6 separate regions of the Sus scrofa genome follow, and all the other regions are linked to region 3. The links are chromatin contacts, called in public Hi-C and HiChIP or PLAC-seq maps. All regions are on one chromosome and are shown on one strand. The core of a region is the stretch at or near the end of the contact, and the rest is flanking DNA. Distances in the headings are between cores, read along the strand shown.

The links. A called contact is a pair of places that touch in the nucleus more often than the background predicts. HiChIP or PLAC-seq counts read pairs in DNA pulled down with a chosen protein or histone mark.
Region 1: an H3K27ac HiChIP or PLAC-seq map of skeletal muscle shows a contact between it and region 3, with 4 times the contacts expected there. The contact joins two enhancer-like sites. A contact is called at or near these places in 2 of 47 Hi-C or Micro-C datasets (embryonic fibroblasts and skeletal muscle) and 1 of 2 datasets of contacts at active chromatin or transcription factors (skeletal muscle).
Region 2: an H3K27ac HiChIP or PLAC-seq map of skeletal muscle shows a contact between it and region 3. The contact joins two enhancer-like sites. A contact is called at or near these places in 1 of 47 Hi-C or Micro-C datasets (skeletal muscle) and 1 of 2 datasets of contacts at active chromatin or transcription factors (skeletal muscle).
Region 4: a contact with region 3 is called in an H3K27ac HiChIP or PLAC-seq map of skeletal muscle, with 4 times the contacts expected there. The contact joins two enhancer-like sites. A contact is called at or near these places in 2 of 47 Hi-C or Micro-C datasets (embryonic fibroblasts and skeletal muscle) and 1 of 2 datasets of contacts at active chromatin or transcription factors (skeletal muscle).
Region 5: a contact with region 3 is called in an H3K27ac HiChIP or PLAC-seq map of skeletal muscle. The contact joins two enhancer-like sites. A contact is called at or near these places in 3 of 47 Hi-C or Micro-C datasets (psoas muscle and skeletal muscle) and 1 of 2 datasets of contacts at active chromatin or transcription factors (skeletal muscle).
Region 6: a Hi-C map of skeletal muscle shows a contact between it and region 3, with 4 times the contacts expected there. The contact joins two enhancer-like sites. A contact is called at or near these places in 4 of 47 Hi-C or Micro-C datasets (epiblast stem cells, fetal skeletal muscle and skeletal muscle) and 1 of 2 datasets of contacts at active chromatin or transcription factors (skeletal muscle).

Annotation. Positions count from the first base shown.
Region 1 is chr10:11,232,035-11,236,373 of Sscrofa11.1, forward strand. It overlaps LOC110255736, which reads right to left. Exons shown (of 7, transcript XM_021065090.1): 4 at 1,964-2,065. Among named protein-coding and RNA genes, the nearest start is that of TRNAT-UGU, 79 kb to the right of the region's middle. Within about 2 kb of position 2,722, at least 4 of the 83 cell types and tissues checked have an H3K27ac peak or open chromatin away from gene starts, as enhancers often do. A contact at or near this core is called in skeletal muscle, where this site is marked.
Region 2 is chr10:11,023,788-11,028,326 of Sscrofa11.1, forward strand. The region is part of intron 2 of LOC100520091 (a long non-coding RNA gene); the gene reads right to left. It overlaps LOC110255581 (a long non-coding RNA gene), which reads left to right. Exons shown (of 2, transcript XR_002336123.1): 1 at 1-2,100. Among named protein-coding and RNA genes, the nearest start is that of DUSP10, 120 kb to the left of the region's middle. Within about 2 kb of position 1,959, at least 28 of the 83 cell types and tissues checked have an H3K27ac peak or open chromatin away from gene starts, as enhancers often do. A contact at or near this core is called in skeletal muscle, where this site is marked.
Region 3 is chr10:10,739,728-10,744,422 of Sscrofa11.1, forward strand. The region is part of intron 1 of LOC110255633 (a long non-coding RNA gene); the gene reads left to right. Among named protein-coding and RNA genes, the nearest start is that of DUSP10, 160 kb to the right of the region's middle. Within about 2 kb of position 1,539, at least 4 of the 83 cell types and tissues checked have an H3K27ac peak or open chromatin away from gene starts, as enhancers often do. A contact at or near this core is called in fetal skeletal muscle and skeletal muscle, where this site is marked.
Region 4 is chr10:11,212,803-11,217,588 of Sscrofa11.1, forward strand. The region is part of intron 4 of LOC110255736; the gene reads right to left. Among named protein-coding and RNA genes, the nearest start is that of TRNAT-UGU, 98 kb to the right of the region's middle. Within about 2 kb of position 2,344, at least 2 of the 83 cell types and tissues checked have an H3K27ac peak or open chromatin away from gene starts, as enhancers often do. A contact at or near this core is called in skeletal muscle, where this site is marked.
Region 5 is chr10:11,001,655-11,006,393 of Sscrofa11.1, forward strand. The region is part of intron 3 of LOC100520091 (a long non-coding RNA gene); the gene reads right to left. Among named protein-coding and RNA genes, the nearest start is that of DUSP10, 98 kb to the left of the region's middle. Within about 2 kb of position 3,142, at least 5 of the 83 cell types and tissues checked have an H3K27ac peak or open chromatin away from gene starts, as enhancers often do. A contact at or near this core is called in skeletal muscle, where this site is marked.
Region 6 is chr10:11,117,541-11,122,166 of Sscrofa11.1, forward strand. The region is part of intron 5 of LOC110255736; the gene reads right to left. Among named protein-coding and RNA genes, the nearest start is that of TRNAT-UGU, 190 kb to the right of the region's middle. Within about 2 kb of position 2,656, at least 19 of the 83 cell types and tissues checked have an H3K27ac peak or open chromatin away from gene starts, as enhancers often do. A contact at or near this core is called in fetal skeletal muscle and skeletal muscle, where this site is marked.

The DNA.
Region 1 (4,339 bases), core at 1,472-3,971, 490 kb after region 3:
GTCTAGAAGGTTCCTCGTCCTCTGTCCTCTGTTCCACACAGATGCCTGCAGGTGGGTGGGGACCCCTGTCGCAGAAGCGAACACAGCAGAAACACTCTTGCCATCAAATGGCAATCAAAGCTCTTACAGCTCCCACGCGTCCCCTCAGAAGCGAGGTTCATTTTAAAAAGAATCCCTCCAGCAACTTCAGGGCCCTCACTATTCTCCTACCTTCCCCAGCTGCCAGCTTTGAGCTTTCTGCTTCTCCGAGACAGTCTCTCACATTGACTTTCCCCTTGAGGAATTTTTGGAGATGATATTAGCAGATGCCCTTTTAAACCCAAAGCCGAACACCAATGGCAGGTTTGGGTTTGTTTAGTAAACGGCTCGCTTCTGTCCTACATTCCTGACAAGTTCCTACTGACTGCTTCGCTTATGCTTAAAGCGATCTTTTAAAAGTCCTACCTGAAATAACTGAAGCAGCTTTATTCTAATGGACATACAATAAACGGCAGGTATTTAAAGTGTACGACTTGATGAGTTTTAACAAAGGGACACACCCAAAAAGCCGTCCCTCCCACCGAAACGAGCTGGGGTTTGGAACCGGCACGTGCACACCCGTGGTGAAGGAATGACTGACCAAGAAGGACCTGCTGCACAGCACAGGGAACTCTACCCAGTGTTCCGCGATGGTCCCCGTGGGGAAAGAACCGGAAAGAGAACGGAGCTGTGTCCATGCAGAACTCCATCCCTTTGCTGCACAGCAGAAATTGTCGCAACACTGTAAGCCAGCTCGACTTCAATACAACTTTAAAAAGTGAAAAAAAGAGAGAAACATAGCCATCACCCTCCAGAGTTTCTTCAAGCTCGTCTCAAACCTATTTAATAGCAAAATCACATAGGTTCTGCCCTAGATCTGACCAGAACCAGCTGCCTGCCCCTGGGTCTCTTTGCAAGTTTTCATACCCTCCCATGTTAAGGAAGGGGTTGGATTAGACCATCTCGCTCGTCCTTTAAGCCCAGGCTCTAGTCTGGAGCCCAGCCTACGAGGGTGGATGGTCACCCATGGGGTCTCTTATTTGTTCTTTCTGCCCAGAAAATTCATCCTCCAGCTAGGACACAGCACGTGACACAACAGTATTTCTAAAACCTTTTGAGCAAAAGTCCATCCACTCCAGTGCGCCTGTAACGGGGCTGCCCAGTGCAGTCATGCACAGCCCCACCCTCAGAAGGGGCACGCACTTGGACTTGCCATCCTGAAATCCCCAATAATTGTATCTTTGAATGTGTGCTTCATAAGTGAGGTCCCTGGGACAATGGAGCAGGGGACGTGGCACTCTTCTCATAGGCAATCCTACCTCCACCATCTCCCCACTTTTCGCCTCTCGGCTGGCTGCTCTCTCTGCCCTGGTTCTTTGGTCCCTTGTGATGCCATCTCAAAGCACTGTATCCACCATCTGGGGTAGAAACCAAGGAACCCTGGAGGGAGAGGCTTGCATTCTGCTGTCATCCTCTGCCCCCAGCAGGAGGAGGACCAGGGGTAAGATGTCCACGCTGTAGAATCTTGGAACAGGGTCACCCTGCACCTGGCTGGCAGCACCACTGCACATTTGAATGGCAACTTGGGGGACGGGCGGGTGAGCTTCAATCCAGGTAGCAAGCAATCCAGGCACAGGTGGGGCCGCTGGCATTAGAGGAGGGGAAACTGCCTCTGCCACCCCACCTGCCTCCACATTTTCATTTTGCGCCAGGGCCCACAGAGTATCTCTAAGACTGTATTTTATGACTATAAATGGCCTCGTGCCGTCTAGGAACCAACAGGACTGTGTCTCATCTATGCTAATACAGGAAATGACATTTCCGAAGCCACAGGTAATGACTATTTGACGATCCTCAGCCCCTGGTCAGCAGGTCACCCAGGGGCCACCAGAGACAGATGGCGAATCTCCACCTGGTTCAAGGAACAGTACAAGATGGTACTAACCGAGCTGGGGATGGAGCTGCAGTCAAGGCCAGGCTGTTGTGTTGCCGAAATCTCAGCCGCCTCTGCACACGGATGACGCCAAATAGAAACCCAGAGGCAGAGCTGGAAGAAACAGAAAAAGTAGCTTTAATTGCCAGGCAAAGAGGGGACACAGCGGGCTAGTGCCTCGAAGACTGTGTCCTTCTTTTAGAGGGGCTAGTGAGGAGTCTTAGTGTTGAAGGAGCCGGGGTGTTAGGAGATGTGCAACAAGAGATGCAGCTTTGCTACAGCAGCTATCACATCTTCCCCACTGGTGGGTGGCGAGGTCCCTGGGGCTCCGCATCATCAGCCTTCTGGGGCCGACGTGCTGCGGGCAGCACCTGCTGACTTCTTCCACCTGCCGGGGCTTCGGCACCTGTCAAACGGCTTCAAGGACATTGCTCAGAATATTATCTATAGTCTTTGAAGAACTGAAGGTGCTCGACGGTGTTGAAGGGCTAAGCTCTTATTGCCCTGTCTTGCTTGGCTGTTTTCCTTTTTCTCTGTACTTCTCACTTCTCTGATTAAACTCATTTTTGATTAGCGGTTTTCTATGTATAAAAAGGCAGGTGGAGCCATGAGTGGGGTCCCCCCCGGGAGGCTCGCAGGGTCCGGCTTGGGTAGGGTGGCACCGGGAGAAGCATCTAAGTAGATGACAAGCCTTCCTGCTCCGAGTCAGGGCCCTGCCTGCCCTCCTCCAGAAGCCTGTCCCACCACCGCGCCGCTGCTTGAGATGGCTTTGATGGAAGGCAGCACCTGTCCTCCTTTGCTGCGGCTGCCGCGGCAAAGACCCACAGACTGGGCGGCTTAGAGCAGCAGGATTTTCCTGCCTCATGGTTCTGGAGGCTGAAGTCTGAGATCAGCACGTCAGCAGGGCTGGTCCCTTCTGCTGTGACGGAAAATCCCAGCCTATCGCAGGCCTGGTCCAGCCTCTGCCGGTTTGCAGGCAGCCTCTGGCCGTCCTTGGCTTGAAGGGGCATCGGCCTGACCTCTGGCTTCGCCTTCACATTGCATCCCCCCTCCGTGTGCATCCGTGGGTGCAATTCCCCTTTACAAGGACAAAGGCCCTGTTAAACGAGGGCCGCCCCACTCCGGTATTATGACACCAACATAACTAAGTATGTCTGCAACAAACCTATTTCCAAATAAGGTCACATTCTGAGGTATTAGTGGTTAGGATTCCAACGTGAATTTCAGGGGGAACACAATCCAACCCATAATAGCCCGTGAGTCAACCGTCAGAGACCACGCTTCAACAGTGACTCCTGGGGGAGGAAGAGCATTGGCCAGCTCAAAACCCACACCAAGGGCGAGCGAGGTTTTTTCTGTTTGTTTTGTTTTGCTTTGTTTGTCTTTTGAGGGCCGCACTCGCTGTATATGGAGGTTCCCAGGCTAGGGGTCGAATCAGAGCTGTAGACGCCGGCCTATACCACAGCCACAGCAACTCGGGATCCAAGCCTTGTCTGCGACCTACACCACAGCTCATGGCAACACCAGATCCTTAACCCACTGAGCGAGGCCAGGGATCGAACCCGCGTCCTCATGGATGCCAGTCAGGTTCATTACAGCTGAGCCAGGCCGGGAACTCCAAGTTTTGACTAGAGAGAGAAAAGTCGCCTGCAGGTCTGTTGGTTCTCAAAGGCAGTCGGGGGTCAGGACAGAGGATTAGAGGGAGCGAGAAGAAGCAAGAGAATGAGGAGTCATCACACGGTAAGGGGGTAAAAGGCCACAGAGAAGAAGGAGACCAAGGACAGGTTTTGTGGGCTCCACGAAGGCCTGAGTGCACTTTTGAAGCTCGAGGAAAGCTGCCTTTTGAAAAAGGTGGCCTGTCTCCAGTCTGTAACTTCATTCTCATTTTCCCAATTTGAAAACTTAGACACACACACACACACACACACACACCATCAGAGAGCTCGTCTCTAACAAGCTTCCCGCAAAGGGAGTTCTTCCAGGAAGAAATCTTCATCTCCCGCTCAGTGTCCAGGCCTGAATCAACACTTCCTCGCTGTGTTAAGCAAAATCCTGCGGCATCTGCAGGCCTGGACATCAGAAGCCAGTTACAAAAGAAGAAAAGAAGTTGCAATTGCTGCAGCTTCCTGAAAAGCAGCAATTAATTCAACGCTTCTTCAAATGTGTGCGAGTGTCCTAGAATGTACGTACGAAATGGCAGGTGGGTATTTAAAATCCAATTTGGAACCGCTGCCTTGTCAGCAGTCGGCTCCAGCACCTGCAGTCTCTGCTGCAGTCCTGCCTTCCGAACAGCATGCCATGGTGCTGGCTAACTGCTTCAATAGCAGACGAAACGTATGTGCGATTCCAATGAATACACTTATTTATGACCCTAAATGCTCAACAGAT
Region 2 (4,539 bases), core at 709-3,208, 280 kb after region 3:
CTCACTTGCAAGTGAGGAGAGCCACCCATAAGCGGGCCTTGATCATGCAAACTGATGAGATAGGAGATGGGAGAGGGCAAAGTGCGGAGGACACACCTGGGAGGCTACCAAGCCCGCCTCCAGAACTCCCTGGGGAGTCGCGTGGCATGTTTGATGCCTGCAACTCACCCCAGTGACACTTTGTTATTCTTTACGGTTAACGTGTATACAAGGAAGTGATTAAACAACATGAGTGGGGTGTGTGTGTTTGTGTTTATGCACGTAAAAAAGGATCCTGAACAGAACCACAGCTTGTGACAGGATAGTATTTAAATATTTAAATACTGAAGCTCGTGGTTTTATTTATTTATTTATTTATGTATTTGAAGCTGAAGCTCAGAGAAAGGATTTGATGTCTTAGACCCCAGGGCTGAGCCGTATCTGGAACCCAGGTCTCCAAGCTCTCTACATGCACCGATTTAATATTTACAGCTGTAACCTTTGTACATCTTACCCAGAAGAAGGGCCCCTGGTCACGGAGGCTCAGAAGACGGAATCTCTAGGCCATATTTGACCACCAAGAATCTGGGAGAGCCTCAATTCACTGTCCCGAGTTCCATCTGCCCATCTGTAACCTGAGCAAGGGCTTCGCCACGTCGTCTGGTGTCCCCGACAGTTATTCAGAATAGATGAGAGTGTCTTATCCACAAATACGCTGAACACAAGTATTGTTGAAGAAAGGAGTTTAGACACACACACACACACACACACACACACACACACACACACACATTATGCCAATGCATCGCCCTTCTCAGATTCAGAAGCCACTGCTGGTGTTCTCCTTACTCCGAGTCTCGGGAGCACTGGCCTGTACAGCTGACATCAAAAACAGAATGGTTTCCTATTGGAAACGACAATCTATGAGCTGTTGCAGGACAAGCCCTGGGGTGGGGAGGCTCTGATCTTCTAGAACCTGCTGGTGGGCTGCTGCTGCAGGTACCCAGCCCTGGACCTGAGCCACGGAACAGACACTGAGGAGGGCAAAGACAGAGAGAACGAACCAACTGACCACGGAAGATAATGACCCCAGTGAAACCAAGTGCCTAAAGGGGACAGACGTCCATGTGGGAGAGGAGGAGAGGAGAGAGGGAGAGAGAGCAACAGAGAGACGTGGAGGAGGAGGAAGAGGAGGAGCAGGAGGGAGGAGGAAACAAGAGAACAGGAGCACGTGGGAGCTTCGAGTCAACAGTCGAGACCCAAATGAACGACATGGAAGATCAAGCTGAAGGACGCTATGAAGCCTGGAGCAAATATTCGAGCCTCACTCTCAGTAAGACAAAGAGCCTGGATAAAATCCCTTTAAGGTGAGACTGCACAAAGCATCGTGCTGGATCTGCTGGGCAGCTCCCCAGAACTCCAGCCCCTGTGGCCAATGCCAGGGGGAAGAGTTTGGGGTCTGGTGCGTTCTGGACCCAGATTCCCATGGTAGCATTTAGCCGCTAGATTATCCCGAGCCTGGGAGATGTTGACACCCCCCCCCCTTTCCCTGGGCCAGTGTCAGCCCCAGGCACTGTGCTGAGGTTGTGTAGAAAGGGGCAGGCTCCCCCTGGAGATCCCCACCCAGGGATCCCCGGGCAACACTCCTCCAAGGACTTTTCTTCTCTAGGAACTCGCTTCTGTCAGCCTCTCTTGTCTGTCCACTGGCTCCTAAGCCTTCCATCTGCAAGTTCAGTTTCTAAGTCAACAGGACCCCCAGACAGGCCTCCGGTCCCCTTGGGGGAACTGTCAGGATCTGTGTGTGTGTGTGTTGCAAGCAAGCTCATTGCATGGACCTGGCACAGGCGGGATCCAGCTCCCTTCCAGGGCCACGTGACCCTGGCAGCATTACTCACTTGGGTGCCCTCCAGCAGGGGCAGCTGGGGACACCTCCCTAGAGTGACTACAGCGTTTATCACGGGGATGACTCAGCCCGCCCGAGCCTCTCTCTCCCTGAAAAGGGAATCTGAGGCCAGGGCCGGGGTGAGAGTGTCCATTAGACCATCTATAGCCTCGGGAGCCCGGAAACTCCCCTCACCTGGGAAGCACGCAGGACGGACGGACGGGATGAGTAAAGCTCAGGTCAGTGGCTCAGAAACTCAGAGTGAAGCATGACTTTATTCTAGAAGCTTGGGTGACCGGTGGGGCTCAGGATCTGGAACCCTCAGGGAGATCCTACTCAGCCACCTGATGGCAATATTTTCATTGCACATTTCCATGCATTCCATCTAACTGATTTCACTCTCATCTTTATTTCGTCTTTGTCATTTCTAAGGCTTGTCAATAATTGATCCCTAAGTAGAGGAGTGACATAGCACAGTCATAGGGTGGGTTCCGCCTGGTTTCCTGGTCAAGGACAGGCTCTATTTCCTTTGTCTGAGCAGGCGATGTTGGTCTCTCCGCATCAGAGAGCTCTACCTGTCTAGCTGTGTCCATCCATCTTTCTGTCATCTATGAGACTGGTCTCACCTCCCCGTTGGCCTCCTCCCCAGGGCTAGCTTCCCCTCGTGGTCCTCGTCCCCAGGGCATCCAGCACGCTGATGAGCACGTGGCGGATACTGACTCCACTCTTGTTGCTTGCTTGTTTACAATCTTAAAGACCCAAGGGACAGGAGTTTCACAGCCTCGCCAGTTGCTAAATCCAAGATCTAAATTCACTCAGAGCTTTTGAGAACAAAAGTCTTCATGTTGCCTGCCATCTCTTACGCGATTGCAAAACCAACATCTGTGGCTTCATTGGTTAATTTCTCTCCACTGGCCTCTTGCTTAACTCTGAGATGTTCTGATGTTACTATGGATAATAGTTCCTGGAGGTTTATGATGAAAACAACTGTTATTTTTACGGTGTGTAATCACTTACAAAATGCCTCTGCAGGTATTTTTACTTAGTGCCTCGCACTCTGTGGTGTAAGTGCACCTTGCAGCCTTTGACTGCAGAGGCATAACCGGCTCGGGGGGCAGGTGCTGCTCTGAAGTCCAGGGCGCGTCTGTAGTGTGTCTGATGGTCCTTTTGGCCCCTTCCGGTGCCCCATCCTATTTTCTCCTACACGCATTGTCCCTAATAAATGTTCTTGCTCACTTGCGCCGTCTTCACACCTGCTTCTCAGAGGACCCAGCCTCTCCAGAGTGGCCACAGGGCCCCTTCTCTGGGTGGCCAGAGCATACCCTGGATTTCTCTCCATCAGAGGATGGAGTCAACTGCATCCTGCCTCCTGCCTGTTCCTGTCTGTCTCCCATCGGACCTGAATCACTAACCATAATGTAATAAGATGGATGCTGGAAGTGCTGGAGGAAGGGATTCATTGCACTGGGGAGCTGAGGGATGAGCCCCGGGAGAGCCAGAGGGCTTTGCAGTCGAGAGACCCTCAGCTGCGTCTTGAAGGATGGGTGGAATCCAGTAAAGACAATGGTGTCAGTACTGGATGCGGTGGAAACAAAATGAGGAAAGTGATGGTCTTTTGGAGCCTGAGAACTGTGCTAGTATGGCTGGACCGTCCCTGCAGAAGTGCAGCAGCTGTAATGGAAATGTCATGCTGAATGATTTTTTACTTTATGCTTCATGTAACGGTTCTCGGGCAACTTTTTTTTTTCTCCTTTTAGGGCCACACTCAAGGCATATGGAGGTTCCCGGGCTAGGGGTCAAGTAGGAGCTGCAGCTGCCAGCCTACATCCCAGCGACAGCAACTCAGGATCCGAGCCACGCCTGTGACCTGCACCACAGCTCACGGCAGCACCAGATCTTTAACCCACTGATGGAGGCCAGGGATAAAACCCGTATCCTCATGGTTCCTAGTCGGGTTCATTAAACACTGAGCCACAAAGAGACCTCCTCAAACAACTTTTTTAATTAAACTATAGTTGGAGTTCCCGTGTGGCACAGTGGAAATGAAATTGACTAGTGTCCAAAAGGATGCGGATTTGGTCCCTGGCCTTGCCCAATGGGTTAGGGATCCTACATCGCTATGAGCTGTGGTGTAGGTCACAGACTTTGCTTGGATCTCGAGTTGCTGTGGCTGTGGTGTAGGGTGTAGGCTGGCAGCTGCAGCTTCAATTCAATCCCTAGCCTGGGAACTTCCATATGCTGAAGGTGCAGCCCTACAAAGCAAAAAAAATTAATCAATTAATTAAACCATAGTTGATTTACAAATTTGTGTTACTTTCAGGTATACAGCAAAGTGATTCAGGTGTATATATATACACACACACATATATGGACACATTCTTCTGTTCATTTTTTATTAAACTATAGTTGATTTACAGGTTTGTGTTACTTGCAGGCATACACGAAGGGGTCCTTTCTGAATATATATATATATATATATATATATATATATATATATATATATATCTGAATCACACATATAGAGACATTTATATTCTTTTGTTCATTTTTTATTAAAGTATAACCGATTTACAATATTGTGCCAATCTCTGCTGTCCAGCAAAGTGACCCAGTCATTCATATGTTTATACATGTGGCCAGTGGCTGCCCCATGCAGAGCAGCACCGAGGGGAGGTCAA
Region 3 (4,695 bases), core at 289-2,788:
TAGAAGCCCACTGAAGAGTTCAGGCAAGAAAAGCTGCCCATTTGGAGCTGTGATCCTGGAAAATGACTCTGGCATCTGTGAGTAAGATGGAGTGTCCTGGAGGAAAACAGGAAGAGAGACCCTGTCCGTTGTTGAGGTTGTGGCAACTGACCCAGTGACATCCAGGGGAGGGCTGACCTGCCGAGGGACGATGGAGAAGAGAGGGTGCTCGAAGGGCGTTGCAGAGGTCAGGTCTAGAGAGTTAGTAAGCTGACTGCATGGGAACATAAAAAACAATAATAATGATGCTGAAGTTGCAACCCAGGATGGCCGTGAAGATGCCAGAGGGAGAATGGGAGGGAGGGCCTTGGAAGGACCAGGGATGGATCTGGTTGGCGCTAGGTTTGGAGAACAGCCCGGGTAGGGCTCCAGGAGATGATGCGAAGTGGGAGGCTGGCAACCCAGAGACAGACGCTGGTGAGCAGAGATGTCTTAAGAGTTAACAGTAGACCCGTAGCTGGATGTCTTCATAAAACCGAACACTCTGTAGAGCTGCGTCGAAGAGACATGACACGACGACGAAACCCCCAGATTCTGATGTTCCAAGGTTATCGAAAATGTATTATCATTCAGTCCTTTAGCTTAAAACTGTGTTTGGTGAAGTGTGATTAAACAAAAATAGCTTCATGGAGTTCCCTTTGTGGCTCAGCAGTAATGAACCCCACTTTTATGCACGAAGACACAGGCTGGATCCCTGGCCTCGCTCAGTAGGTTAAGGAACCAGCGTTGCTGTGGCTGTGGTGCAGGCCCAAAGCTGCTGCTCAGATTTGACCCCTAGCCTGGGAACCTCCATACACCATGGGTGCTGCCCAGAAAAAAAAAAAAAAGACAAAAAAATAGCTTCATCTGGAGTTCCTGTCATGGCGCAGTGGTTAACGAATCCGACTAGAAACCATGAGGTTTCAGGTTCGGTCCCTGGCCTTGCTCCTTGGGTTGAGGATCTGGCGTTGTCATGAGCTGTGGTGTAGGTCGCTGACAAGGCTCGGATCCTGTGTTGCTGTGGCTCTGGTGTTGGCCGTCGGCTACAACTCTGATTAGATCCCCAGCCTGGGAACCTCCATGTGCCGCGGGAGCGGCCCTAGGAAAGGCAAAAAAAAAAGACCAAAAAAAAACCCCAGCTTCGTCATATTAATTTTGTTTTGGGGGGAATTTTTTTTTAGAGAAATTGTGTGTGGGGGGGGTGTTGTGTGTGTGTGTGTGTGTGTGGTTTTTCCTAACAACAACGTAGAATAAAAGCAGATTTCATGATGTATCTTCAGAATTGGAGAGCTGGTAGCATTTTTTCCAAATCCCCAAGTAAATGACTTCCTTTTGAATCTAAAGCATAAATCATGATTGTACTTTCTTTCTGGGGCTTCTGCCTCTTGTCAAATTAACAGCTTTCGAAAGAAACGCATATTTTCAGCTGGCCCGCGGTTGAAGCTAACATTTCTACCCCACACTGTTCTCAGACATCTGACTTAGGGTGGATGGAGGGAGGCCAGGCTTTCAGAACCTGCTGCGTGTGGCCGGGTCCCCTTCCTCTGGCCCCAAACAGTTCAGTCGCTCTACCTCGCAGGGGCCGCCTTCGGCTAATGAATCCTTAGCTCCAAGTTTTCCCTCCTTCTAATGAGTGCTAATAAAATGCATTTACCTCTGCTAATGCAACAAAAACTCAGCATTATTTCATTGTATCTACTTAACAAGAACCTCGTTTAATATCGAATTACGTCCTGCTCAGCCAAAGCATTATACCGGGGGATGGGGGGCTGTAACAGGAAAGTATCAAATGCTCTGAGGGACATGCCTTCTTAATATGCCCTGCAGTCTTACGTGATGGCTGAATTCATTTAGCCAAGCTGGTCTGATCCTTCTGCCAACTGTTTGGTAAAATTTACCGCAATGCTAGGCAACCAGTCCCACCACACAGGCTAGAAATATAGTATTGCTTTTCCTGGGACCAAGCTATTAACAGTTGTTTGGGGAGAGGCCACAGGCCACGGGGCAGATACTGTTACAAAAAGGAAGAAGTTTCGGAGGTGCTTCATTTTAGAAAATAGTTACAGCAAATCCAATTTTTATTAATGCATTTTCCCCTAATTGTTTATGGTCTAATTGCAGAAGAATTCATATTTATTTCAGATTTATCTTCGGTGAATGGTGACACCCAATCTCCTATTTGTCTTTGCCGTGAACTCCTCTGCCTTCTTTTTGTTTGTTTGTTTGTTTTTATCTTTATGTGTTTTTAGGGCCACATCCATGGGATATGGAGGTTCCCAGGCTATGGGTCTAATTGGAGCTACAGCCGCCAGCCTACATCACAGCTCACAGCAACAACAGATCCTTAACCCAATGAGCGAGGCCAGGGATTGAACCCGCAACCTCATGGTTCCTGGTCGGGTTCGTTAACCACTGAGCCACAACGGGAACTCCTCTGCCTTCTTTTTTGAAGCAGCCCCTCACTCAGGTAACTATCAGTAACAAATACCTGCTGGAAGTTTTCCATTTAAAGAAGCATGTGGTAATTTGACTAATCATTGCTGGAGCCAATTACCTGTCAATTAGAAAGAAGAGCTGTTATTTTCACTATCCTCAGCAGATTTTGTGACCTGGAATATTCCTGGTCCTCCTGTCACCCGAAAGGTCACATTTAGAGAGGTTTTCCTCTGCATTGTTTCTTAAGGTACAGGATTCTATCACTTGGATGGTTTGCTTATTAAGAAGCGGGAGATACCCTTCTTTTGAGTCTTTGAAGAAAGACTTTTCCGTGGGCTTAACAAGATAAAAGACGTCGAAGAGAGGAAGAGCTTCCGTCCATTTCATTAATATTTATTCAGAAGACTCTACTGTTCTCTATAGAGGAACGGAGTCCACACATTGCTGAGGAAAATGAGTGTAAAAGAGAACAGTTACCTCTTGAGACCTTGTAACCGGTCACCCAACAAGAAAATAGGGGAAGCAGCAGGAACCCATGCAAGATTTACCTGGGGGGCATCAGCTAGCATCCTGAAGACCCCAAAGTCATTGTTGCTCAGTTTCTAACAAGCGGCTTGGGTCAGAATTTACATTCTGGCAAACTACCAAGTATAGTCTCCTATTCTCCCTCGATCCCACTCCTCTTGGGTGGATGGAGTAAAGAGGGACCTCTGAGCATCCCTGCATCCCTGCATCCCTGCATCCCTGCATCCCTGCATCCCTGCAGGCAGGGACGATTCAGGGGATGACTGCCGGCATCAAGTGGCTTCTATAGCATCTCTCTTGGCATCTCAGAAGAGATGGTGGGTATTTCTACCCAAAGGGGAAGTAGGCCTTTGTTCAAAAGCGCCTCTGGATGAGACAGACACCACCACTTTTTTGTAGCTTCTCATTATAAATTTAGTGGGTTTTTTCTTTTTTCTTCTTCCAAACTCTAGTTTCTGACCAGAATATAAAATAAGTTTGAAAATATAAATGACTTCTGAGGATAGCATGAAATAAACCAGAAATAAAGAGTCAATGGCTGGTTCTAGGGGATAAGGAATATTAATGTGAAAATTCACCCTAGGTGATCGAGTTTTCTCTTATTGGGAGACTCTGGTTGTAGACTGTTTGTTTGTTTATGGACAATGTTAAGTAATTTTACATCGCATATATGGATTCCTGAGTATTGATAGAAAAAAAAAGTCTCAGCAGCTTTGTGGTGCAAAGATTAATTAAAAATTAGCTTCATGGAAGCTTAGGAGAAAATAAATCATATATTGGGTTTTCCTTCATGAAAACTTAGACGAATACCCTTTTCGAAAGCCAGTCTTTCCCCAAATGTAGGGAAGACGAGCCTTTGTCCAAATGAAGGCATTGCGAGAAGTGGCTGGAATCAACCAGTTTATGAGTCGAGCTTTCTTTCCCTGAGATATTGTCCGACTGGCCTCATGTAACTGTGAGAAGGAGCTTCAGTTACTTCAGGGAAGAAGCTAAAAAAGGAAGAGGTTTATTACCCCCGCAGTGGGCCAAGGTATCTGAGCCTCCGAGATCCTAAAATAAAATGTAACCCTTCCTAGACCAGGATGGAATATGCCGCTTCCTTTTCTCTGTTTCGGACATTCTGGAAGGGCTTCTTTTACAGAACCAGGACGCAGAGAATGGACGTGTGTGCAGGTGCGGCTGGGTCACTTCGTGGTGCAGGAGAAAGATCACAGCCTTGTCAGTTAGCTGCACGTCACTAAACGTTCAAAAGAAAGAAAGCAAGAGAGAAGCAAGACTCTGGTGAAATGAAGGGAAAGAGGCCATGAGATCTTTTTCAGTTCCACCCTTTGAAGAGACTAGAAAAGGAAGCGGCTCTGTTTATAAAATGAAGGGGACCACGTCGGCTTCGTGTAACTGCTGTTGCTTTGAACACGAACGAATTATCTTCCATTTGTTTCAAGTTGTCGCCTATTTCCCCACCCAAATCCTGGGGTTCCCCCTGCGTTCATTCTTCTCATTTGTCCTCAAAGCCAATCAGCTACTGGCTCCAGACTGTGCTTCTTCCTCAGTAGCTCTCGAATACATCTTATTAATACCTTTACTGAGATGTGATTTGTATTTATTTATTTATCTTTGCTTTTTAGGGCCACACTCACAGCATATGGAGGTTGCCAGGCTAGGGGTCGAATTGGAGCTACAGCTGCCAGCCTCCACCACAGCCACAGCCACAGCCAC
Region 4 (4,786 bases), core at 1,094-3,593, 470 kb after region 3:
TTTTCTGTTATCCACTTGTTATTCAGTTTTCCTCAGTCTTTCCAGATTATTTACTTATTATTCTTATTTTCCATTCTTATTTTCCTGTGGTGATTTGTGATTTAACAAAATTACAACAATAATATAATAAGAATTTCATCCTGAAGGACTTTCCCCTATTTAAATCCAACTTAGTTAGAACATAGTGTTTATCTACTAACTAGTTATATAGTAAACTTTAGAGTTAGGATTTTAATGAGGTTCATAGAAGTTAGACATGTATTATCCATGAAACCTAGCTGTGAGTTTTGTCCTTGATTTAAAAAGCTTTCAAGTGATAGCTAGTTAAGTTGGTTTATATTTTCTTACACTGTCTCCCTGCCATAAAGCTTTAAAGATAAGCACCAGTCTAAAAACAAGATTTGTGAATGCCAAATTCTTGTGTCTGTGACCTCTTCAACTTGTGGAGACTGGCTGGCCATGGGATGATTTGCACTGAGTCTCCTCCTTTCCACATGATGTATTGTACCTAGTTGCCCTTAAGTTGTACTCACTAAGTTTAGTTAAGATAAAGATCTTAAAACATGATGGATTGTACCTAATTGCCCTTAAATTGTACCCACTAAGTTAAGATAAAGATCTTAAAACATAATGTATAGCTGCTATACCATGTAATAGTTAACCAATGTACTTTTAACACTGTGATGTAATCTGTAGTAAAAAGCTGTCTATATAATCAACCACTTATGCCAATAAAATTTGAGCAGTCCAGCGCCCTGAAAGAAGGGACAAAGAGGCTGTCTCTGTATGTACATTTGCCAACTCTGTCCATCTCCTATCAGGAAAGTGTACACTCCCTGGCCGCCGGAGCTGGCCTCTGGCAGATCGTCAGGACGGTAACTGGAAATGATGCAAGACACCAACAGAGAAAGCAGTGGAGTAGAGTTAAATAATAATAATAGCAATCATGATAAAGAGAATACTGGTTTTGCATGTATAATAAAAAAGACAAACTAGTTCACAGAGCATGCAGATTTATGAAAACAGTTTTTAAATGAGAGGAAGCATGAAAAAAAATTTTTAAATGTAATTGTTTTCTTGTTGCCCCCAGCTCTCTGAAACAGAGGGAATCATGCAGTAAGAGAGTTAAGAACCTTTTGAGCATTATCTCTTTATATGAACATGTGTCTTTATCATTGATTCCTGGCTTCTCTCTTTTCAAAAAATCCAGTGTTTTAATTGGCCACCTGTATTCATTCTCTCATCATAGTTATGGATAAAAATAATTTTACTCACTTCCACTTTTATCTAAAATTAAATGAAATTTTTTGACTCTTTAGTCATATCCACAGCTTGCACTGAAAATACTTTCATTGAAAATGACTCTTGTGTACAGAAAATTCTCTCAGGCATTCTCCTGCCACCAGCAAAGTGACCCAAACTTCTTAAGGTCACTTTGAGTCCTTAATACTGCCCCTGCTTCTTCAGATCAGACTCCTTCATCCAGGACAAGAAAGACAGAAGAAGGAAGGAGTTTCAAATGTGCTTAAAACTGCCATCTCCCTCAATTTAAAGTTAATCAGAGGGAGAGTAAACAGTTGTTTCTAAGACATAACTGAGAGGGAGTTCCCGTTGTGGTTCAGCAGATTAAGAACATGACATAATCTCTGTAAGGATGCAGCTTTGATCCCTGGCCTCCCTCAGTGGGTTAAGAACCCAGCATTGCAGCAAGCTACAGCACAGGTCGCAGATGTGGCTCAGATCTGGTGTTGCATATGCCAGCAGCTGCATCTTTGATTCAACCCCTAGGCCGGGAACGTTCATATGCTGCAGGTGCGACCATAAAAAGAAAAAAAAAAAAGAAAAAAAAAAAAAAGATTCTGAGAGTTATTCAAAACATAAATGGAGATTTCGTTCTTTAGTTTTTTATATGTCCTTGTCTGTGACTTTTTGACCTACGTAAAAACATTACCATGATCCATTTGAGAAGGAGCAATTCAAGTTTTCTCCTGACTGGCAAGATGTGTGCTTTCTCCCTCCTCCCCAGAGCAAACACATATTCTCATATTGATCTGCTGTCAAAAGGTGATTCTTGCACAAAATTAGCCTGCAAATATTCTTGCCCCTAAGCAGATGTCTTTGAGCACAAACATGAGGATGATTCATCTTTTCAAACAGAATGTGACTGGCAAAAATGTTGTATTGCTTTAATTTTGCCTTTGGGTTTAAAAAAAAAAAAAAAAAGCAGCAACTCAGCTATTACTGAATGAGCTCCTTATTCTTCAGCATTGAGTGTGACTTGACCAGAAGGGCACATAAACAGTCTGCTCACTCTAAGAACAGCTGGTGGACTCTCTGGGTACAGTCAGCAAATTTTCTGGCTGTGTCAGAGCTTGCTTGGGATGGCTACCAGGGAAGCAAAGATATTCCTCAGGCAGGTGGGACTTCTAAAATTGGCCAGTGGCTCAGAAAAATAAAAAGTTCAAGGCCCTAGGTAACTGAAGCTCACCACGCAGCCCAGATCAGCCTCTTTTCCGTTTGAGATTCAGCCACCCACCCGGAAAACCAAAGTTCCCCTTCGTCACCACCAGCATCTTCATCCTCACTGTCCTGAGTATCACCCAGGGGGATTAATCAAACGCCCCCCCCGCCCCCGCCCCGCGTGCGCTCGCGCATGATACAGAATCTGATGCAGAACAAACACAAAAGAAGCAGTCTCTCCTCCCCAGATCCTGTGCCTCTTGCTGAAGCCCATTTACCAGACTGTACTGGAGTGAATGGTGCAGGTGCCTGCAGGTGTGCACTTCTGCTGTAGCCTGGGAGGCTCCACTTGAGATACTGCCACTTACTCATTCTTTTTTGCCTGTCACACTACCCTGCCAGTGATGCATCATTCAAAGAAGGATTCTAAACAAAATTCAAGTGGAACCTAATAAAAATTCATCATCCAACATGAAGCCCCGAAGTGATCATTTATTGAAAGATACGCTGAGACATGCCGATAACTGCACATTTATAAATATTACACAGATTAAAAACATACAAGCAAATCGCTGTTATTTTCATTAATGAAGCAGAACTTAAGACCCCATTAATATTTGCCTTAGGAATGTTGTTCACGTTTTCGTTTGTCTGTTTGTTTGTTTGGTCTGCCTGCATGTGGAAGTTCCTAGGCCAGGGATCAAACCTGTACCACAGGAACATTAACCCGCTGCACCACGAGGGAACTCCAGGAACGTTATACAGAGATTTGATATGTGCTCAGGTCCCAGTAAGACAAGTAAGTAAGCTTTCCCCAAGAAAGGTCACAGGGGAGTATAACTCGGCACATTCTGGGAGAGAAGGGAGAATCAGTGAGAAATGAATTAAATACGGCTGATGAACCGTAACAGGATAAACTCTGTGTGTGTCTGTGTGTACCTGTGTATGTATGTGTGTACGTGTGTGTACCTATGTGTGTGTGTGTGTACCTGTGTGTGTGTGTGACCTGTGTATGTTTCTCCAGATCTCATCGCCTTTACCTTACAAAGCTGTGGTACAAGTGTGTTTCATAATCACCGTTAAAAAATGTCCCTTTCACATGGAACATATTTAGTTCATTTGAGTTACTGGTACTTACATACCACTTACTATGTAAGTCAAGTTTTGTTCTAAGCAAGAGACCAGCAAACTATGACCCACAGGGCCAAATCCAAGCTGTCGTCTGTTTCATTAGCAAAGCTTTACACACAGCCGCAGCAACGCCAGATCCCTGATCCACTGAGCGAGGTCAGGGATCGAACCCGCATCCTCATGTATACTAGTCGGATTCATTTCCACTGCACCACAACGGGAATGCCCAGACTATTTTATTTCAATGCAATATATGTGCAATAAATGTTTGCACTACAGGAGCATTTTCTGAAATATATGGGAAATAACCGATACATATTTGAAATTGCTGTGAAATTTTGGTGGGTTTTTTTTTGTTTTTATCCTCTGTTTTTACTTTTATTTTAATCATTACAAAAATCATCCCCTGCTTGGCTATTCTAAGATCAAAACTCCTCTGTGGGAGTGTCCAAAACACCCATGCCACCAGTCCTGCTGGTCAGTTTGGCCTTCTTGCCCTGGAAGTCTGCTAGGGCTTGGAAGATGTGACCCAACTCTGTTTGTGTCTCTTTCAGACTGAAATCCTGATTTCCATCCCCTTCTGAATGTGCCACTTTAACTCCCCAAACAGACATCTCCAAATAGGAGATAAAGGGAGAAACGTGTCGAACTAGTGGCTGTCAGCTGTGTGGTCCAGTCTGAACAGACCACATGCTTAAAATGAAATGGAAAAAAAATGCTTAATTTTGGAGTCAGAGAACCTGATTCAAAGCCTGGTTCGTGTGCTTAACAACCACATCACTTAAATAGTGGGATGCTCAGATTAGTCACCTGTAAAGTGGGTATAAGAACATGTTCCTGTCTGCGCAGAGCCATTGTGAAATGTCAATAAGATAACTGACATACATGCATAGAAACATCTATGTGTGTTTTTAAAATAATCTTTGAAAAAATAATGGAACCTAAGCAATTTTATCCAAAGAGGAAAATGCGGATTCACGGGTATAATCAAAAAAGACTTCGTAGAGGAATTTTGAGCATGATAATAGTAAGGGTTAACCTTTATTGAGCATCTCCTATTTCAGGCAGCATCTCCTATTTCAGGCATAATTTTAAGCTTTCTTTTCTTTCTTTCTTTTTTTTTTTTTAAGGCCTCACCCACCGCATATATAATTTCCCAGGCTAGGGGTTGAATCAGAGCTGTAGCTGTCAGCCT
Region 5 (4,739 bases), core at 1,892-4,391, 260 kb after region 3:
AAACTCACCTTGTCACCCCGCCGTCCTCCCTTCAGTAGAAGGCACCCATTCTGGGTTATCCTGACCTAAGTGCTGCCTATGTAGCCCAAGGATTGAAATTAAATAGCCACAATCTAGGGTTTAGCATCTTGGAATAGAAACAATGCATATGCCTATAGACACATATAGGTACCTTTCCATGTTCTGTGCCTTTCTCCAAAACAACTCAAAACACCTCAAAAGATTTTTTTGTGACAAATGTCGCCTTTATCATCAACAGCTGAATCCTAACACATGTTGAGAATGTAAACAAAACTCAGGGTTATTAGCACATTCTGATTTTAAACAACCATCTCCTCAGTGTTTTCAACATTACACTGCAGAATGGTTACAGAAGAAAAATCACAGTGTACCCAGTTTTTTTTGTTCTGTTTGCCTATGCTTCTTTCTTTCAGTTCTCCTTGATACATGGTATTTACTTTCTTTGAGATAAGCAGCCACCTCTCTGAAATTCCAATGTTTTCAATTTTTTTTTTTTCCCCCACAGCGTTTGTCTCAGACCTAAGTCCCCCTGGGCAATGGTTGGTCACCACTGTTGCCATGGAGATTTCTAGGCTTGGTCCCTTGGTCCCAAGATTCCATTGGTCCCCACTGGAGAAAAAATGCACATGGGTTCTACAACTGTTTAAAGGTACAATAGTTAGAAATATTCTTATCCCCTTGGTGCTCTCGGTTTTCCTACCTGTGAAATGGGTTGATTCCACTGCTGGCTTTGACCAGGCAATTGCTATGAGCCATTTAGAAAAATACAGGTATGAATTAACCATTGGCTAATCTGGTTTGAAGCAGTATTTTTTCCTGACTCAGTTGGAAAAAAAAAAAAAAAACTCTTCATTTAGGTCGTATTTTAGTAAATACGTTAACCACGGAAAACGTTTAAATTTTAAAGGGCTCAAATCTGTAATTTATCAGATTTTTTAGAGACTTCTTTTATTACTTCTATTCTTAAATTCACTTTTTCCCACTTGGAGTTTTAGATATTTTTTCTCTTATTATCTTCTCGTTGTGGTTTTCTTCTTAAATACTCAATTTTTTTTCCAGCTTTCATTTATTTTTTGTATGTCTGAAAGGGAAGGCCTATACTGATATTTTTTCCCCTCAAAATTCTAACGGTTTTTGTACCACTGTACAAACAGTACGGATAAGCCCACGTTTCTCCATTGCACCTCGATGCCTGTTTTACCGTGTTTGGGAATCTCATGTATACAAATGAGTCTTCTGAGAGAAAGGTAATTTTTCTTCCTTTCAAACCACACAGCATCATGTATTTTGTCTTCCTTATATTTTTCTAAAAATGTGTCTGTGCTCTCGGTAAGACTGTGACCTTTCCAAGGGTATGGGGAATATGTGTGTGCCTCTGCCTAACCTTCTCTCCCATCTTCAGCCCTTCACTCACAATACACTGTTTGAGCTGGATTCTGAGATCACATACCAGAGACACACGCAAGGACAGAGGCAGGAAAAGGTAGATGCAGTAAAAATACTTTAGATGAAAGCAGAGTCAAGGCTGCTGGTCAGCACCCTTGACAGCTGTTCCACAGGACAGGGTAGAAGGCTGTGACGCCAGCTTCTATAAAGGGACGCCCTCACTAGGTAGTCCTGAATGGGGGCCCGTAGACCCTAAGCCCCGTGCCCTTCCCAGCCCTCCCCCCCACCCCACTTGTCTGGATCCCCCGACCTGAGCTTTCCCATCTGAATGAGAAGGACAGATCCATTTAGGACACCAGGCAGGAGGAAGCTCAGAGCCAGGCAGATGCCCTCATCAGCACAGCAATCACTCTTTCCCACCCTCTGTGTAACTAGGCTGCGGATCATTCCAGAACTCATCGATGTTCATTTTGAGCAGTAGAGGTGCAACGACAAACTGCCGTCCCAACCTTGGGATGACATCAGGTCTCTCACTCCTTGTGCCTTGTCCATGAACCAGTAGTCGTTGATTCCTTTGCTAGGGTCCTTTCTGTCCATAAATTTACATGCCTAGGTCATGTGTTATCTCAGGATGGACATATGTCACCCTTTCTAGCAAGAGGCATCTGAGCTATTAATAGTAGAACCAAATTCCTTCAGCCTTTGTAAACTCTGGGAGAAGATGCAATTGCATAACCTCGAGTCCCCTTATAAGAAGCCTGCTTGATGTCCCAAGTCCCAGAAAGGATAATCCCCACCAGGGCAGCTCAGGTGTCACTCTGCTCTTTCTCGGTTTCAGAAGGGATGACTGCAAATTGATGTCCTGCTCACTAAGGTCACTTAGAGTGAGCGTGAGGCCAAGAAGTGTAACCCTTCCTTGACCCCACTCCTTTGCCCTTGGAGGATGGGTAGTTATTGAATTGTCTTGAAAATACTACATCAGTCCACTGGAATTCGAAGAAAGCACGGTGGTTTAGAAGAATTAGTCCAGTGGGTCTGTGTTTGAATCCAGACTCTACTATATTGGGATACATGACTGAGTCTGGTTATCTAACCTCTCTGAGCCCGGGTCTCTGCATCCATTAAGCAGAATAACAACCATCTCATAGAGGTGTTGTTCAGACAAGTCCTATGTTTGCAGTGCCTGGCCCAGAGTAAGCTCTCAATACGACATGGCTATAATTAGGAGTGGAGTAAGCAGGGTTTATTTAGAGGTTCTTGGATGGTATGGGCAGAGATCAGTGAGGATGAGGATCGAGTTCTTCCCTGTGTGTTCTCTGGGGCACGGCCAGGGTGAGGACAGAGCTGCATATGGGCCATTAGATTGCTCCAGTGGTGGCACCTTCCTGGTAGTAGGAAGAGTTGGTACCGCAGTGGATGGTGAGAATTGTAGGCAACTGCTGTGCTGGAGAGCTGGGGCCTGGCCAGGTTTATGGGGCTCTTCCTGCACACCCCGCCTTGGTCAAAGTCCACCTCTTGCATATTCTTCCCTACAGGTGCAATACTGGTGGTGGACGCTGCTTGCAGTGTGACGGTAAGGTGCAAGCACACATGGTCCCATGTACTAGTGCCACCTGCTGTGGTGTTTCCCAGAGAAAAGAAGGGGGCAGCTCATGTCTGGGCACCTTGAGCCCTGGCTCCCCCTCCCTCCACCTGGAAAGAAGTGAAGAGCCATGTTTGGCCACTTGGCCTTACCTTTATTAATAGAAGCCTTGGTAACATCATCTGGGAGAAAAATAAAAGCCCTGGCAGAAGTGGGTATGTATTTTCAGATGACAGTTTATATTTAGACACTGGATTACGCCCCTTAGGAGACACGAAAGAAGAGGAAGCGAGACTGGGGCTGAGCATCTGGCCCGGACAAATGTCATCACTCAAAGAGATGGCGTTCAGCGCACGTGCACAGCAGAGTGGAGAAAAGTGGAAGACCCAGAGCTCGCCCGCCTCCGGCCCTCCGCACTGCCCGCGGTGCTGGGGGCACAGTCCCCAACATTAGGGCTGGACCAGCTGGGAGGGGGAGCCTGGCCACGGGGCACATTCATGGGCCAAAAACGTCCCTACTGGGCCAAGGAGTGACACGGACAAGGTGAAGTGAATGGATGGACACAGGGGCGTGAGGCCGAGCACGCCTCACCTCTGAGGTACACGTTGCCGTTTTGCTCCGAGGCCCTCTAAGGCCTCACGTCATCGTTTGAGGCAGAACTGGAGGCGGATGTGTTAACTTGGCACGCAGTTATCACCTGTCTGTGGAGGTGGTACAATCTGTTCTCGGATAATTTTTAAGTTAAAATTTTATTGTTGCTTCCTCTGAAGTCCATTAAGCACCATAAACACAAAAATGCTCCCCCCCCTTTTCTTCAGCTGCCTTCCTTGTGTTATCTCATTTTGTGCTCATAAGATCCATGTAAAAGTCGTTGAATAGCCCCAGACTTGTGAATATAAATGCTATTAATAGAATCATTGTAGACTTTTTTTTTTTAAATCCAGAGAAATGGTACTAAACATATTTTGAAAAACAGGAGTTCCCGTCCTGATGCAGCGGAAATGAATCCAACTAGGAACCATGAGGCTGTGGGTTCAATCCCTGGCCTTGCTGGGTGGGTTAAGGATCCGGTGTTGCTGTGAGCCGTGGTGTAGGCTGTAGATGCAGCTCGGATCTGGTATTGCTGTGGCTGTGGTATAGGCCGGCGGCTACAGCTCTGATTAGACCCCTAGCCTGGGAACCTCCCTATGCTGGGGGTGCGGCCCTGAAAAGACAAAAGACAAAAAAATAAATAAATCCACCCAGAGAAAACTACTTAATATTTTAGTGAACCTATTTCCATCATATTTCCATTCCTATTTTAAGTTGTTGAGCTGCTCTACATAAAATGCTGTGCCGTATTTTTTCAGCTAATCGTATACCATAAGTATTTACGATGCAAAAAAGTGGCTCAAATAGAAATAAGCTGGTAAGGGTTAGCTAGAGGCTGCCGTAAGCAGCTGAGAATGGTCCGAGTCAAGCTCATTTGTGCATTTTGGCATCACAGAGGCTCTTCCAAACACAGCAGGGGTGAAAAGATTAGTGCATCTGCTGGAAATTTGGGGTCAGTCATAAGCATGTAGTTAGGGAAAGTCATGTGAGGTTCAGCTTTACGCTCTGGAATCATGTCACCGTTTAAAGATGACATCAGGGCGTTCTGGGCTTATGCGCTCCTAACGACTTCCAGACCGAGTGCATTCCATGAATGGTCGGGAGGATGAAGCCTCTGGATGCTGCGGCCTGCAAAGCCCACCTGGGGCTGACTCACCCA
Region 6 (4,626 bases), core at 1,406-3,905, 380 kb after region 3:
CTACAGCTCGATGAGTTTTCATAGAACACACCTATGTAACCAGCCTCAAGCTCAAGAAGCAGAGTCGCCAGCCCCAAATGGTAAGTGAGCAAAGAAGTGCATAAACAAATGAGGCATCGGAAATGCTAAGTGCTGTAAAGTGCAGCAGGTCAAGGTTGGTGGGGGGGGTCAGGGATGCCTCTGAGGGGACTGCGGAGTGGAATCTGAGGAGTGCGCCCCTCTGATTTGGGGGGTGGACGATCCAGGTGGAGGGAGCAGAAGGGCCATTTGCTAGAAGGAACTGAGCTGGGCAAGACAAAGAACTGCACAGAGAGCCCAAGGCAGGGCAGAGGGTGGGGGCCTGATGGCAGGGAAGGAGCGGGCACGGGTCCAGGTGAAGAGTAAGATTGGTTCTTCCAACCAGAGGATTCCCGTGGGTGACGCAGGAGGTGGCCCAAGTCTGACTCATTTTTAACAGCATGACTTTAGCTGTTGCACAGAAAATTCACCGTAGAGAAATGAGCATGGAAGCAGAAAACCGGTCAGGAGACCTTGTGAGGGTGACAGTGGCGTGGCTGTGCGCAAAGGCCGTGGAGGTGACACACTCAGATGTGGCTGGTCTCGGTTCGAAGGAAAGCATAGGTTGCCTTGCAGAAAGCCTCCAGGCAGCCGTGCCCACCTGTGTTCCTGGAACCTAGGGCTCCTGAGAAGGTGGCGGGCCGGGAGTTTAGCATCTCCAGCGCCCCCTGCTGGTCGCTGCCGCAAACGCGTAGCTTTACCAGGTTGGCACAGGGGGTTCCGTGTGGCCCCCCACCTAAGAGGTCTGACACCCAGAGCTGGTCACCTGCATCTACCCCTCCACGACGTCACTTACATTAGCCAACATGAAGAAAAAGAATACCAATAATGACCAGAAGAATACCAATAATGACCAGAAGAATGCCAGTAATGACCAGTGCAAATTTGCATTCACTAAATCTCATAGGCGTATATAATCATAACATGAAACCCCCAAATCAAAGATAGGGGAAAAAACAAGTGATGGCACAAAAAGGGAGAAAAAGCAGAACTCTTTATTTAATAACTTTATAGTTACCTGGCAGCTTTGAAATGTGGTTCTTTGGTTATAGCATTATAATATTATACTACTAAGTATAATATTAACTACTAAGCAAATTGTAATAAAACTGAAGTGTCCGGAAAGGGTACAATTTGTGCAATTATTAAATCGTACTGCTATTGTGTTGTTTCTTCCTTGATTTGATTTTCAGTTTTTAACTTGGTTTTTACTCTGGTTTTTCTGAAGAATAAACCAAGAAAATAAGTTACAACAGTGGTCCCACCACCATGATTAATTTTAGTAAAATGATTAACAGTTGTTTTAAAAATTAATAAGGTTATGGCATTCCCGTCGTGGCTCAGCTGTAACGAACCTGACTAGTATCCATGAGGACCCAGGTTTGATCCCAGGCCTCGCTCAGTGGTTAAAAATCCGGTGTTGCTGTGAGCTGTGGTGTAGGTGGCAGACACGGCTCAGATGTGGCGTTGTTGTGGCTGTGGTGTAGGCTGGCAGCTGCGGCTCTGATTCGACCCCCAGACTGGGAACTTCCATATGCCACAGATGTGGCCCTACAAAGAAAAAAAAAAAAAAAAAAAAAAAGAAGAAAAAGAAAAAGTTGATGTATTCTGAAAACTCAGCAGCAACTGCAGTTTCTCAGAACTTAGACCAACAATTTTTTTTTTGTTTGTTTTGGTGAAGTCTGTTTTCGCTAACTGGTAAAAAGAAACAGGCAGACTTGCAGTTGGTTGCATGGGCGTTTTCCCTTTTCTAGAGACCGTGCATGTCCCCTTAGTGCCTGAAAGGAAGCTGGCAATCTCCCCCTGCGTGGTCAGCCCTGGACCTGCCTCCAGCTGCAGTGAGGCTGCCTTGCATCTCCCCAGGCCCAGTGTCAGGGGATCTGAGCCCCCAGTGAGGGCAGGAGGGAAGGAGCGGGACTTTGGCGGGTCAGAGAGACCTTGGTGGAAGGAAATGAGAGCGGAGGTCTCTCTTGTCCCCGCTCAGTAGGACAGGATGGTTCCTGTGAGCAGGGCACCTCAGATGGTCCTCTGGGGCCAGGCAATGACAGGAAGGGGGAGTCTGGCGTGGGGCAGGCCTGGGGAGATGCACCCAAAGGCAGGTGTGAAGTCAGCTGCAGCCAGGAGCAGCCCTGCGGGAGCACTGGCAGCAGAGACCGCCCCTCCCTCCCCTTTGGCCTGGAATCTCGCTTTTACTATTTTGCTTTTTTGAAGGAAAGCAAAAGGGAAGGAAGAGGAGGGATGGGAGGGAGCGAGAATGAACAAACGGGAGGAGGAAGGAAGCAAGAGGAGGAGGAGGAAGAGGGCAGAATGAGCAGAAAGGCCTGTAAAGGCTGCACCAGCTCCCGGCCGCCAGCTCTGACCGCTGCTGGCCTGGGTGCCCTCTCCTCTTCGAGGCAGTGTAACCAGTCCTCCAGGGGCGAAGGCTCCCTGGGTAGCAGAGAGGCGAGGGCGCATCCAGCACTGCTGATGCGCGGAGGCCCTTTGGGCGCTGCTGGCCTCTGGCTCCCGCTTGGGAAAAGGCAGACCCCCTTCCTCACCTAGGACAAGCTCCCCATCCACGGGCGGCTCGGCTTCTCTTCCTGCTCCCGCTTCGCAGCGCCAGCTGCACACGAGCTCACGCTGCGGCACAGCCGGCCAGCTAACAGGCCAAGTTCAAGGGGCCCCCGTGGGCCGCCAAGAGCAATTTCCCCCCTGTAACTGGAGCAGACAAGCTGCACGCAGCTCGTGTAATATTTTCACCAGATGCCGTATTGAAAGAAAGCTGCTCCATGGGGAAAACCCTCCAAAGACTTTTCTTTGTAAACAGACCTGATGATAAAGACATGCTAAGTCCTGGAGCCCAGAGGCTGTCAAGGGGTTTACACGATACCCATTGCTTCTTATCTCCCAGGCACCGCGGAGTTGAACATAAGCTAGAGCTAAGCGCTAAATTCATTAGACACATGTCAGCATCTGTCTGTCAGAAACCAGAAGCTTTCCCTGCCAGTTGGGCCACTCCCTGGTTTAGGGAAAGATTGAAAATTGTCCAGCATATTTTCTGAGGCTGTTAGAAAGGCCTGGGTTTCACGGGTTTGAGTTCTTTGCTTTTACCCGGCAGAAGTAAAGTGCAAAAGCCCAGATGTAGGTCATCTGAAACGTGTTTCAAAAAATAAATTCAGGAGTTCCTGTGGTGGCTCAGCAAGTTAAAAACCTGACCAGCATCTGAGGATGTGGGTTCGATCCCTGGCCTCCCTCAGTGGGTTCAGGATCCGGCGTTGCCGTGAGCTGTGGTGTAGGTCACAGATGCGGCTCAGATCCTGTGTTGCTGTGGCTATGGTGTAGGCCGGCAGCTGCAGCTCCAATTTGACCCCTAGCCTGGGAACCTCCATATGCCACAGATGTGGCCCTAAAAAGAAAAAGAAATTCACACACACGCACAAGAAAGACCGGGTGAATGAACACCGAAGTGTTTATGATGATGTTATCCGTAGACGGTGGGATAAAGGACCACTGATTTCCTTTTCGTGCAATTCTATTGCGTAACTCAGGTGGTCTATGACGAATATTTACTTACTTTGGTCACAAGAGGAAAGCAATCCACACAAACTCTGACAAAGGGAGCATACATGATGTATTAGTTTGCCAAGGTTGCGATGACAAAGTGCTTGTATTGGGTGACTTAAGAGCAGAAATGGGAGTTCCCATCGTGGCTCAGTGGTTAACGAATTCGATTAGGAACCATGAGGTTGCAGGTTTGATCCCTGGCCTTGCTCAGTGGGTTTAGGATCCGGTGTTGCCATGATCCTTTGCCGTGAGCTGTGGTGCAGGTTGCAGACGTGGCTCAGATCCCACATTGCTGTGGCTGTGGCGTAGGCCGGCGGCTACAGCTCCGATTCAACCCCTAGCCTGGGAACCTCCATAGGCCACAGGTGAGACCCTAAAAAGACAAAGGAAGAAAGAAACTCCCCAGAAGACAACCTGCTGTGAGCTGAGGTCAAAAGAATGACAAGCTCCCTGGGCAGGTGGCAGGCACATTGCAAATACCGGCACAGAGGCAGCAGTGCCTGGAACCAGCCGATGGAGAGGCTGCAGCCTGGCAATTAGGAAACAGCCAGGCTACCCGTGTCTAATGGGCATCTGAGCCAACCCAGGGCAGCCATCGCTGTGACCTCGATGTTCCTGAACGTTCCAACACTTTCTAACATGGAAAAGTATTGTTCCCCCTGCTCCCCCCCCCCCCCCCCCCGCCAGCAAGGACATGCAAGACAGAGGCAAAGTCCCTGGCATCAGACAGTGTTTTCAGCTAGGGTCATTGAGGCCCCAGCTGCGCTGTTCCAGACAGAAGCTCTTGCAGGCAAGTCAAAAGTTGCGTACCATTTATTTGCGTGGACACAGCAAAACTCTGCAATATGCCAGCCCCACTACCCTCTGGCTGAAAATTCACTGTTTCAGAAGGCAAGAGTTACAACACCATTAGAATGTGCAGTGCTTCATTATGTGGCGGTCATAATTTCCATGAAAATATTGAGAAACGGAAGCAAACATCCATTGGAATAGATTTTGCAATATGTGAGAACAAGGAAATACAAT